Linked DNA regions of Gossypium hirsutum: regions 1 and 3 are each linked to region 2. Evidence: chromatin contacts called from public Hi-C data. All regions are on one chromosome and are shown on one strand. Each heading gives the region's core, a stretch centred on a gene start, on an enhancer-like site or on the middle of the called end of the contact. The rest is flanking DNA. Distances are from core to core; before and after follow the strand shown. Region 1 has its middle 29 kb from the start of LOC107914772. Region 2 holds the start of LOC107914775 (DNA topoisomerase 3-beta). Region 3 holds the start of LOC107914772 (transcription factor bHLH62).

Evidence for each region. A called contact is a pair of places that touch in the nucleus more often than the background predicts.
Region 1: a Hi-C map of anther shows a contact between it and region 2, with 6 times the contacts expected there. The contact joins the enhancer-like site here to the promoter of LOC107914775 in region 2. A contact is called at or near these places in 8 of 34 Hi-C or Micro-C datasets (anther, fibers, hypocotyl and 2 more).
Region 3: a Hi-C map of leaf shows a contact between it and region 2, with 2.0 times the contacts expected there. The contact joins the promoter of LOC107914772 here to the promoter of LOC107914775 in region 2. A contact is called at or near these places in 7 of 34 Hi-C or Micro-C datasets (callus, cotyledon and leaf).

The regions. Positions count from the first base shown.
Region 1 is chrD10:25,682,723-25,687,111 of Gossypium_hirsutum_v2.1, forward strand. No RefSeq gene overlaps it. Among protein-coding and RNA genes, the nearest start is that of LOC107914772, 29 kb to the left of the region's middle. Within about 2 kb of position 2,464, at least 6 of the 9 cell types and tissues checked have an H3K27ac peak or open chromatin away from gene starts, as enhancers often do. A contact at or near this core is called in fibers, where this site is marked.
Region 2 is chrD10:25,481,583-25,485,752 of Gossypium_hirsutum_v2.1, forward strand. LOC107914775 (DNA topoisomerase 3-beta) reads right to left here and starts at 2,734. Exons shown (of 15, transcript XM_016843797.2): 1 at 2,458-2,734; 2 at 2,272-2,328; 3 at 883-986; 4 at 327-420. The coding sequence starts at 2,484.
Region 3 is chrD10:25,653,656-25,657,702 of Gossypium_hirsutum_v2.1, forward strand. LOC107914772 (transcription factor bHLH62) reads left to right here and starts at 2,441. Exons shown (of 7, transcript XM_016843794.2): 1 at 2,441-3,633; 2 at 3,706-3,873; 3 at 3,975-4,040. The coding sequence starts at 2,791.

The sequences.
Region 1 (4,389 bases), core at 1,214-3,713, 200 kb after region 2:
AATCCAATTTATATACAAATCCCAATAGTGACTTCACTTGGAGTATTCGAAGAGAAAAAAACCTACGACTTTCCTCTATTCATTTTCTAGCCTAAAAAATGACAGAATCTACGGAGCATATCATTCATTTGACTTGCTTGAGTCAAGTTGGCTTCAAAGAAGAGAATGAGATCGTCAACGAAAAATAGATGAGAAAGTGCAAGACCTCCTCTTGAAAGAAAGATCAAAAACCAACTTCCACATCCTATAGCCTCATAAATTAAGTGCCCCAGTCTTTCCATGCAAAGAACAAACAATAGGATAATGGGTCAACTTGTCTCAAACCGCGCATCGGACAAAAACTTTCCGTGATACTACCATTCCATAGAATCTAGAAAGATGCAGAGGAAACACAGTTCATAATCACAGATACCAAAAATCTAGGTAGGCCCACTTCCAAAAGTGTGTCTTCCAAAAAATCCCACTTGATCCTGTCATAAGCCTTCTCTAAATCGATCTTCAAAGCCATCCCATATTTATGACATTTGAAACACCTTATAGATTGAATGGCTTCCTAAGTAACCACAATATTATCTGTAATATACCTTCTTGCAACAAAGCTAGCTTGGTTCTGATTAGTGAGCTTCATCATCAAAGGCCTCAGTCTATTAAAAATTATTTTCATTATAATCTTATAAACCACCGTACATAGGCTAATCGGCTTAAACTGAGAAATCCTCTCCAGCCCTTGAACTTCTGGCAATAAAGCAATCAACATTTTATTAGTTGTAGGATCAACAGGCTCACCTCCCATTCGAGGCACCAACAATGTCCCATTTTGCCTGATAGAATTTAGCATGGAAACCATCAATTCCCAGATCCTTCAAGGGTGCCATGCTAAAAACAGCTTTGTGAATTTCATCATCATTTATAGTTAGCTTTAAACATTCCATATCAGCCATGGATATTGAAGGGAACTTACCTTGGCTAGGAAGAGAACCATTGACCGAATATTCAGTTGCAAACAAGTCTCTGAATTAGTGCACAACATGATGTTTCAAGGCAACATTATCAAAACACCATTCATCATTTTCAACCTTTAAACCTTTAATATTATTTCTCCTTCATCTTGCCAGAGAACGACCATGGAAATAACTTGTATTTCTGCTTCCATGTGAAAGCCAATTGAATTTAGATTTTTGGAACCATAGTAGTTCCTCATGGTACAAAATTTATTCAACCTCTTGTCTTAATTGTAATTCAAGTTATCAAAAGTGCGCCGATAATCGTAAATCAAGAATTTTTTGCACCCTGTTCAGTTTCAAGATATGGTTCTCTTGCGAATAGAGCTATTTTCGTAAACCCGTTTGTTCCAATCTTGCACCACATTCTGGAAACATTCTAAATTCCTCACAATACCATCATTAAATCTCCATGTTTTCCTCACAAGCTCTTTAAACTCCGCATGAAGTATCCAGCTAGCTAGACATCCAATCGGACGATAGTCCCGTTAAACATTCGGCCTTAGAGAGACCAAAATAGGATGATGATTTCATTTTAGTCTATGAAGATTACGAACAACACAGTTGGTTGCAAAGAAGTCCCATTCAGTGTTACAAATTGCCCGATCAAGACGTTGAGATAGATTCCCTCTACTCCAAGTGAATTACGGACAACTATAACCTAAATCCTGAATCTTATAGTCAAACAAGAACGACTAAAACCACTTACAACTAAGTCGTGATTGAGAACCATTTCCAACCATTTTCGGCCCATTTAACACCGAGTTAAAATCACCAGCAATTAGCCACGATTCAAAAATCGAGTTTGCCATAACATCCAAAATATACCAGAAATATTTCCTCTGACTTTGTTATGCACTAGCATAAACTGCAATGCAAAGGAAACCAGAAGTGTCATTCTTGCTACAAACCTTCATATGAACCATTTGAGGGTGAATAGCTAAAATATCAATTGAAACCGTCTCATTCCAAAGGATCCAAAAACCACCACTAAAACCATTAGCTTCAATCCTACATGACCGAGCCATTCCGATTTGAGAAATAATTCAGTCAGCACGCACACCACTCGTTTAGGTTTCAACATGACACACAATCTCTGGTTGAAACTCCCTTCGATACTTAGAAAAAAAATTATGAAAGTGCGGATGACCCGCACCTTGACAATTCCAAAAAATGATTTTTCTATCCATATATAAAAGGAAAATAGAGAAACCCAACAGCAACAATACTGTTAGTAGCTAACCTTGGCATCAGTTAAATCTAGTTGACCCATCGGTTCATCATCTTCTGGGTTTTTAGCTAAAATCTCTGTAGTTGCATGACCCTGCTCCAACCCAAAAATTATACCCTCCATAGCTGCCACTAAATCCACCGTATCTATTGGTGATTTACTCAACTCATCAGGCGGTTTACGGTGTTATGAATCCCCTTCGGCTGGTAATAGAATTGGCGGCCCTTGGAACTCACTGTTGGAAGCTACTCCAAATCGAAAACCCCCTTTTCAGTATTCGAATCCATGCCCAAAATTTCCTTGCACAAACCCTTGTTTTCTTTTTCACTGCGTACTTCCTGAAATGTTTGATGCCTTTAATTATCAAGCTTGGCTATTAAGGATACTAGTTGAAATCCCACAATTTGGTCTGCCCCAACAGATTTGGGGTTAAACGATTCAATAGCCTCTGCAGGTCGCAAATGCATTCTATTTGAAGCCTCCACATTATCACTAATGAGTTTCAAAACTTTCAGGCCCACTTTGGACACATTTCCATGAATAACACCATTACCATTAGCATTCAGTTTATTCTTCCTTAGGTCAGCAATTCGTTTTGTGAGATCCACTAGATTTCCACTCTCATGGACATTTAATTCCTCTGTCGGTTTGTCAACAATATTCAAATATTCATCACCAATAACCAGATTTTTCTCCAAAATAGCAGAGCGTGATTGATCTAGAATCACTCATTGACCTACGCTCCTTGTCTCTTTGCTACTTCAGCCTCTCCCCCTTTGCCGACGCTCTACCAACTTCCGTAGACCAAAGTCCTCTTCCTCAACCCTTTTTTGAAGTTCTAATTTCTCATCAACCACAGAAGCACTATTGTTACCACCATTGGACGAAGGAGAATTCATACGCACACAACCTTTAGCACAATGACCATAGAGACCAAAGTTGAAACAAACGTTAGGCAAATATTCATATTCCACACGCTGTGTTCGACCATTTATCTTCACTTTGGGAGCCAACAATTTCTTAAGATCAACACAAACAACTAAGCGCACAAACTTACCCCTCTTGGAAAAGTCTGTGTGAGTGTCAAGTTTTATGACTGGACCAATAGCTTGCCCGATAGCACGCGGTAAGAAGTTAAAATAGTAGCCTTCTGGAAGACCATGCAATCTTATCCAAACTGCCTGAACATCGATTCCAGTATCGGTGGTAGAGAAGTCTGATGACCAAGGGTGCATTGTTAAATACTAACCATAGACAACCCACAACCGTCCTGCCAATACTCGATTATAGTCCTTCTCATTGTGAAAACGAACCTAGTAAAAATCATTCTCCAAGTCCATCAACTAGATATGATTCATCGGTTTCCACAAAATATTAATCTTATTAAGCATAGCATGAAAGCCAATTCTGCGACCCAAGAGTTTAACAATTACAGTTTTCGATATCTTCCATTCTATAAACTTATGAACTCAATCAGAAAAAGTGATCGATGGTATCCATCTACCACATCCGTTATCACATCCCCCTCCTGCAATTCAAAAACCTCTTCTATCATATTTGTTTGGTCCGGATTCTGAGCCATACCTAACAACTTGGCATTGTATGAAGCCTTTGCCAAACTGAGATCTAGAATCTGCTGTCCATTCTCATCGACCATGGGATCAACTGACTCCGTAGAAACCTCTGATCTCCTACAAACTTTCTTTGTTGCTCTTCCGACACTGTTGTTTGAATTATCAGGTTTTCCGGCCACTGTGACCTCCATTCAATTTTTTTTGGTAGACTCCCTTGTAACTTTTTAATTTAATTAGTATTGGTATGTTACTAATATAAAACTAATTAAAATTATTTTTCTTTAATACTAAATATTTATTAAGTAACAGAACTTATAACTTACTATTCTGGAAACTTAGAATTTAGGATCTCAACTTTTGTCAATTATGCAACATTTCATTGACATTATTTTACGCCCTTTATTGTATATACATACTCGTTTTTTCTTTTGTCCATGGTTTAGGTAATAAGAAAGCTCATATTCTTAGTTTAATTGAATCTTGAATGCTCTATACTTTGATTTTATTATTTGCATGTAATTGAAGATGTTATACTCGATGTTTTTGACGGTTTAATTTAATAAAATTGAAGTATACATTCAAT
Region 2 (4,170 bases), core at 1,484-3,983:
AATTTACAATTCAACTTAAGTGCAAATTTTCATTCACTCACTAAGTGCATAAGGCAGACATATCTGATAATAATAAACTAATCTGTGAATTTGCGTAGGCATTTCCATGGCAGGAAGAGAGACACTTTTAATTCCATCACTAAATTGCTGCGATACATCCCAGAATTCAGACATATTTGTCAACTACTGCCATCACATAAATTGCTGAGATCATGATAACAGGAACACAATTCTTTTAGTAATGCCAAGTTGACACAAAAATCAATAAAAAGAACAACAAAGTAGAAAATTATAAAGGTAGATAGGAAGCCACATAGACTATATACCCTGGGGTTTGCTTCTGTCTTGACAACTGAAGCTTGAAATAGGTCCAGAGGATTAGTGGCGTTCCAATCTTGATAAGATGCTGGAAAATCTACACTAGATTTGTACAATAAAGAAAAAAGGAAAAAATATCATCACCAGGAATCAAGATAATAAATTATACAAGATAAGGCTACAATAGGTAAACATAAAAAAGCAACAAACAAAATTAGCAGTTCTCTAACATCTACAAGCCATTTTGTTACGGAGTCAAACTGTAAATTGCAATATTGCTTAGACTAAATTTCACTGCACCATATAGCAGCATATGTTCTTTCTGAATCAAGAGAGTCAAACTTTACGTAATGTCTTTTCCTGTATCAAAATATTCACTCAAGCCTTGTCATACTATTTTTAACTAGAATAGACATAAAATAACTTCAAAAGGAGAAAAGCATCAGCATTCTGGGCACCTAAATATAATAAAACCTCAAGTAGCAGTCAGCATAAGACAAGAAAACCAAAAGAAAACAATCTTTTTCTTCTTTTTTTTTTCAGTTTTTCAGGGAGAATAAAGACCTGAATACATGTCCAATAACTGAAGTAACTTTATAATGGGCATGAAAGCCAAGAAACTTCCCATTGAACTCGTGAACTTCCGTACTACCTTTCCTTGTTGACATCTGAAAAATGTAATAGAACTTGTAAGTAACTAGCAATATTCAATGGCAAAAACTGAAAATTTGGCACAGCATTTACAAAAAAGACAATGGTATCCTAACCAAAACATGAAATGCTTCATGATTACTACTAATATGCTAAAATGAAACTAATATAAGAAATAAAAAGGAAAAGAAGATCGATTCAGCATTGCGTCCGACACATAAGAGCACTATGCATTACTTCTACTAAATGTTATTTTAAACCAAATCCAACACTGACCAAGGGGTATGGAATTTTCCAAACAGATTATTGTTCATTCAAAAAAGAAGCCATTAGTAATGTAGCTCAAGAACAAATATTAGAAGGAGAATCAAACAAATCAAGCATTGATTGAATTCAGTGATGTCAAGGCGAGCACCTAGGCGCTAAGATACAGCGCAAATGGCCATTTCCGCCTCAAGGCGAGGCGACTTCGATCAGGCGAGCACTTGGTGCGCTTTTCAGGCGCCTTTGTTGCAAAGCCAGACGCAAAAAGAGTGCACTTCACTAAAGAGCCATTCCATTCTCCATTCCCATGATTTTTTTTTTTTGACTTATAAAAGAAAAATATAATAAAATATAACAAATAACTTTTTTTAATTAATTATTGACCTAATTTTATTATATAAAAACCTAGTTAACTCTTAAAAGTTAAAACTTTTCAAGAGAAGATGAAGATGAAGGAAATTTAGAGCTAGTTTCTGATGATGATATTTAATTTCGTTCTTATGGTGTTTTATTTTACAATGCATTAAGTAAATTATTGAACTTAAACTATTGAACAATGTGTGGAATTTATAAATTGAATTATATTAAAATTTGTGTACATTTTACATATAATTTATATTTATGTGCTTGCGCCTTGGTTTACGCAGGCGAGCACTTTTTTTGCGTCTTGCACAGGTTCTAGCACCTCAAGTGTGCCTCGTGCCCTTGAAAACATTGATTGAATTTCTATAATTCAAAAGAAGGCAATGCCAACATTCTCTTAAAGGGCTTTCTAATATAAAATCCAGTAATTTGCTTTAACTTACGTAGCCTAAAATAAAAATTAATGGAACTAATTAAATCTTCATAAATATAGAACATTTTCTTATTTCTCTAAACTTCGTTTTCTTTTCGAATGTCTGCTCTCGCGATGAAGTCAATGGTCAATAACATCCTAAAGAAGAAACCTAATCAAGATTAAATATTTCAAAGTTCAAATTTACAGAATCAGAATAACTACAAGGGGATTTCACAAAATAAGAGAGAGTTTAAGCATACCTGGCCACGAGAGAGTACGGAAGCAATGGAGAGTGCGATGCTAGGCTTCTCCGCCACCTGTAAAAACAGTGAGAAAAATCAACTTAAACATTAAGCATGACGAAATTTATTTTATGATTAATTTTATGCATTTAGCAAAAAGAAATTGAAATTGAAAAGTTTCAAAAGCTTTGTTTGATTGATTACCATTAGAACTTTGGGAGGCGAAGACATATTCGAATTTAAACCTGATTTTTCCAATTTCCAGTTCCACTGTATTTGTTGAGTTTTTCAGCTTCAACTTTGGCTGTAAATAATACGCATCGGAAGAAAAACGACGTAGTTTTTAGTTTAAATACTCTGTATCCCCTAGCACGCTTAGTAATCCCATATCGGTCCAAACGTCCGATAGATTATCCGGTGTCGGGATTCTTTTTCCCCACTAGAATTAAAATTCAATATATTATCTGGAATAAATATTATAACTATATTATTAGTATTGACTATTGCTGATTATATTACTTAAAAGTTTACATAAAAACGAAATAAATGTTTTGTTATAATGGAAAGGTTGAATGTTTAATATCAAATTGTTTAATTTTATTGATTTTATTAAAAACATTCCTAAAAAAGATATAAAGAGACTCTTGACTTATTTTGTATAAATAATTATTTTTTAATCATTGTCGAAACTTTTTTTTGAAATCGACTTTTATAAAAAATGAAAAATGAGAGTCGCCACCAATCTTTTTTATGAAGTGTGATCGGCTAACCTCGTAATTTGATCATTTTAATAAATGGCTTGATTTATTAAAACAACGATTTTGGTCTACAAAATTCAAGAAATAGGTTCAGGAGTCGGTTACGTACGAGGAAGGATTAGCACCCTTGTAACGCCCAAAATTGGTAGTAATTGATTAATTAATGTCTTAATGTCAAAAGTTAAACACTCGAAAAAAATTTAAAATACGATCCCTCCTTATATTAATGTATTTTTGTATTAATGTATTTTTTTAGTAAAACCCCTTAAATAGATCAAAACGTATGTAAAAAGCTCTCTTATCTCGAGGTAACAAAAGTTCGCATCCCGTAAGTTAGGACACGACGTCTCGAATCCTCGAAAACAAACTTACTCTTTATTTAAAATATTATTTAAATCTCATGTGTTTAAATTTTAAGAGGAATGTTTGGTTATCTTAGTTCAAAGAGAAAGTCGAACCCCGTAAGTTAGGGCACGACCTTTCAAATCTCCAAATACGAAACATGTCTTAATTCTTTTTATGCATCAAGCAAAAATTAACGTAATACTTAAAATGGTATATATTTAATTTATTTGGGTATAGTATAAAAACGGACAAATATGTTTAAATGTAACACTTGGCACGGGCACTAGCACAATATAAGATAACGGGTAAAAAAGATGACATAACGAGTGGATACATCAATAAAACGAAAATACTATGCTAGTGAATAATGATAATACACTATGATGATGATAGAATAAATAAATAAATAAATAGCAATTTGATAATAATAATAGCAATAATTATTAATCATCATAGTATTAACATAAACAATAATAATAATAATAATAACAATAATAATAATAATAATAATAATAACAAGAACAAGAACGGGGTGACAAAATATGCACATATAAGAAAAAAAGACAATACCAATTTTAAATATAAAAGGGACAAGGAAATAAATAAATACATAAATAAATAAATATAGAGGAGAATAGTTTATAAAATATTGAAGATAAATGACTAAATTGAAATATAAATGAAATTAAGGGTGCAATTTGTAATAAAATACATAAATAGATAATAATAATAATAGATAAAATAATAATAATAATAATAGTAGTAGTAGTAGTAGTAAGAATAAAGGAACAACACAAAAAAAACGAAATAAATA
Region 3 (4,047 bases), core at 1,191-3,690, 170 kb after region 2:
ATGTTAGTCATGTATAAATACATCAAATATGAATTTCTTTTCGTATTTCACACGAATACCTATATTGGTTCGTATAAACTCTTGTAACCTCGTATCATCATCTGTACCCTTTGAACCATTTGGAATACTATTGGATACTCGGGTATCTCGCACACTAAGTGCCAATACATTATCAAAACCACCTCTATCTCATATCTCATATAGATGCTCACTCTCGAGCCATCACTAAGTCTGCTCACAAGTTGTCAGTCAAGACGTAGCTACGCGGTGCTGCTCACACAAGCTGTCAAGTAATCGCAACACGTGTCGGATACTTAGCAACCGATAGGACGTACAAGACCAGCACCCAAAATACAATAACCCCTAATGACATGTCATTTGTATCCTATCTATTCCTAAGGTTCAACCGGGATCCATGTAATTGCTGATATCTCGTTAAGAATATTTGAAGTATCGTATTATCACAATTATATCAATTAAGCATTTAAACACATATATAATTTAAAGCTTACTAACATACGAAATTACCTCGAATTAGTATGGAGATAATCGACCGATCAATCCATTACTTAATCTTCACCTCGATCTAATTCCGAACGTGGCTTTTCTTGATCTATATAATCAAATTTAACTACTTTAAGCATCATTCTATTCAATTCAACTCAAAATTCATATTATGGAAAATTACTATTTTCCCCCTAAACTTTTGATTTCTTTACAATTTAGTCCCTAGCTCATAAAAATGCAAATTCATGCACTTTAGTCACACCCATGCTAGCTGAATATCATTTATGCTTATAACAGCCCATATATTTCATTAATTCACACATTTCACCATAAGTATTTCACATTTTTCAATTAAATCCTTATTTGACAATTTTACTAAAAATTCCTTTACAAAAGTTTTTTATCTAACAACAACCATTCATTTACTACCATCAAAATTCAAAACTCACATATATTCATCAATGGTAATACCCTAATAGTTTAACAGTTTCACAAACTAGTCTTCAGGCTAGCTAGATTAAGCTACGACAACTCCGAAAACATAGAAATCATTAAAAATGGATCAAAAATCACTCACCAATTGAGCTTGCAATCTTGGCAGAACCTAGCTATGGCTTCCCTTGTTAAAATCGGTTGAAGATGATAAAATGAAGGAGAGGGATACATTTTACTTAAGTTATTTTATCTTTATTTTCTCATTTACCATTTTAACCTTTAAAATTATTTCAAATTACAAAATTACCAAGCCACTATCACCCACTAACATATTTATGGGCTATTCACCATTTAAGGACTTTCATTTTAAAATTCTATAGCTATTAGACACCTTAGTTATTAGAACCCAACTTTTACACTTTACGCGATTTAGTCCTTTTTATCTAATTAAGCATGCAAACGATAAAATTTCTTAACGAATTTTTCATATGACTCTACTAACATGCTGTAAGAATTAAAATAATAATAAAATAAATATTTGTACTTCAGATTTGTGGTCCCAAAACCACTGTTCTGATTTCACTGAAAACAGGCTGTTACAAAAATATTAAAAATAAATATTTAAAAAATACACATGAAAATTTTTATAGCTAATTGTGAAAGAAAAAAAAGTATACTGTCAATCTACTAAATACTAATTCATTTTACTATACCCTATAGGACATTTGTTAACCCCTTAACCCTGTTTGTGGAGTCTAAAAACTCTACTAATAGTGTAGCAAATATTATTCCATTTTTTAATTATTATTATTACTATTTGAAATTTATAATGTATACCTTGACATCTTAAAAAAAAAAAGTTGATTAACTCATTATAGGAGACAATCTATATTAAAATTTTTAGTTGAAGTCTTTAAACAATCTTTTACAATTACTTAAATATAAATTCGAATGAAATTAATATACTTTCTTAGTATTTTTTTTACTTTATTGTTATATTTTAATATTATTTATTGATATGCATATATAACTATTATTATACGGTGAATGCATTAAATATTAACTCTTAAAAATTATTAAAATATAATTAATGTATTATTTTAAAAATCAAATTAATGTATTTATATTGAAATTATTTTATTATCTAGACTAAAGATAATTTTAAACTTGAAGTGACCGCTTATATTAAAATAATATTTTTATATTAATATAGATTGAAATTATAAAATTAAATGGTAGTTAAAAGAAGAATTTGGAGTAGCTGTCTTTGAAAAGTTCTAATACATTTAATCAATTCGAAACGTTGAAGGCTCCGCATTTCCTTCTACCGTCTATTACGCAGCCAGTATTAGGCTGAGTCTTGGTGTTCGGTTTTTTTCACTTAATATTTACTAATTATTTTAAATTAGGAAAAAATTAAAAAATGAATTGGTTGAAAAAGTTCATTTCATTTTCTTTTTAAGGTAAAATAGACATTTTCTTTCTTTATCTACTTTGCTTGCTCTTCACTTTCCCACATTTCATCACACTTTCTTTGTTTTTCTTTTTCCGTTTGCTTTTTCTCAACTCCTACACACACACACACACACACACACACTCACTCTCTCTCTCTCTCTCTCTCTCTCCTCTCTTTGCTTTTTCACATTGCCACCATCATTGTTGTATAAGAACAACCCCCCTTTTCCACTCAATTCCAACTGTAAACCTTTGCTTCTTGTTTTTCCTTGGAATATAATTCTGGGTTGTTTCTTGTGTCTTCATTCTTTGGTTTTTACCCTTATTCTCCATCTGGGTCTTCAAATTTTCCTACAAAGTTTCTGTCTTCCTTTTTTTTTTTTGTTCTCTCCCATGGAAAAAGATCAGGTTTTTATGGGTGAGGCAGTACAAGCAGGTTGGAATTCTTGCAGTTTTGGGATGGAAATGGAAACAGATGAACTGAATTGTGTTGGAAGTTGTTTTTTGAATCCCAAATGGCATAATTTAATGGATCAGAGCGATCCCTTTGAGTCAGCATTGAGTTCTATGGTGTGTTCTCCAGCTGCATCCAATGCTGGAAGTACTAATTTTCCTGCTTCTGGTGATAATACAATGATGACAGATTTGATTGGAAAATTAGGAAATATTTGTAATACTGGTGATATTTCACCCCAGTCATTGATTAAACCACAAAATAATAACAACAATTGCAGTTCCAACACTTCCTGTTACACTTCTCCATTGGATTCACCACCCAAGCTCAATCTTTCTATGATGGGAGGAAACCAGATACTCAAACATCCAAGCTTGGTACCAGTTTCAGTTGACCCTGGATTTGCTGAGAGGGCTGCTAGATTTTCCTGCTTTAATGGCCTAAATGCTCAGCTTGGAGTGACTGAAGCTGAATTTGTTCAGCTGACCAGAGTTTCCACGAATCAATCCGTTATGGTCACTGGATCTCAAGTACATGTTCCAGACAGCAACAAGAACACACTCCAGGATGGAAATTCATGTTCTGATAAGAGAAACAGTAGGCTCTCAAGGTGTTCATCGCCAGAGAATGGTGATTCCAAAGATGAATCTTCAATATCTGAACAGATCCCAGGTGTGGGTTCAAGCATCAAAGCCCAAAACGATGCCAATGCCAGGAAAAGGAAATCAATGCCCAGAGGGAAAGCAAAAGAAACCCCATCTCCAGCAGCTGCTGATGCTAAGGTATTGTTGTCTTTGAATTATCAAATTCTGAAGATAAATCTATAGAGAAACTAACATTGTTATCCATTTTAGATTGCTGAGGAGAACGATGAATCCACTGCCAAACGAAGCAAGCAACAAAATGACAGTGCTAAAGCAGAAAATAAAGAGAATCCCAAGCCACCAGAGCCGCCAAAGGACTACATCCATGTCAGGGCCAGAAGGGGTCAAGCAACTGATAGCCATAGTCTTGCTGAAAGAGTAAGAAACTTCAAAACCAAGGATCTTTAGTCATTCATTGCAGGGGGTATTTAGGATTTGTATTAATCTGTTTATCTTTTTGTAATCTTGTATTTATCCAGGTTCGAAGAGAGAAAATAAGTGAAAGGATGAAGTTCCTTCAGGATCTTGTTCCAGGTTGCAATAAGGTGAGTT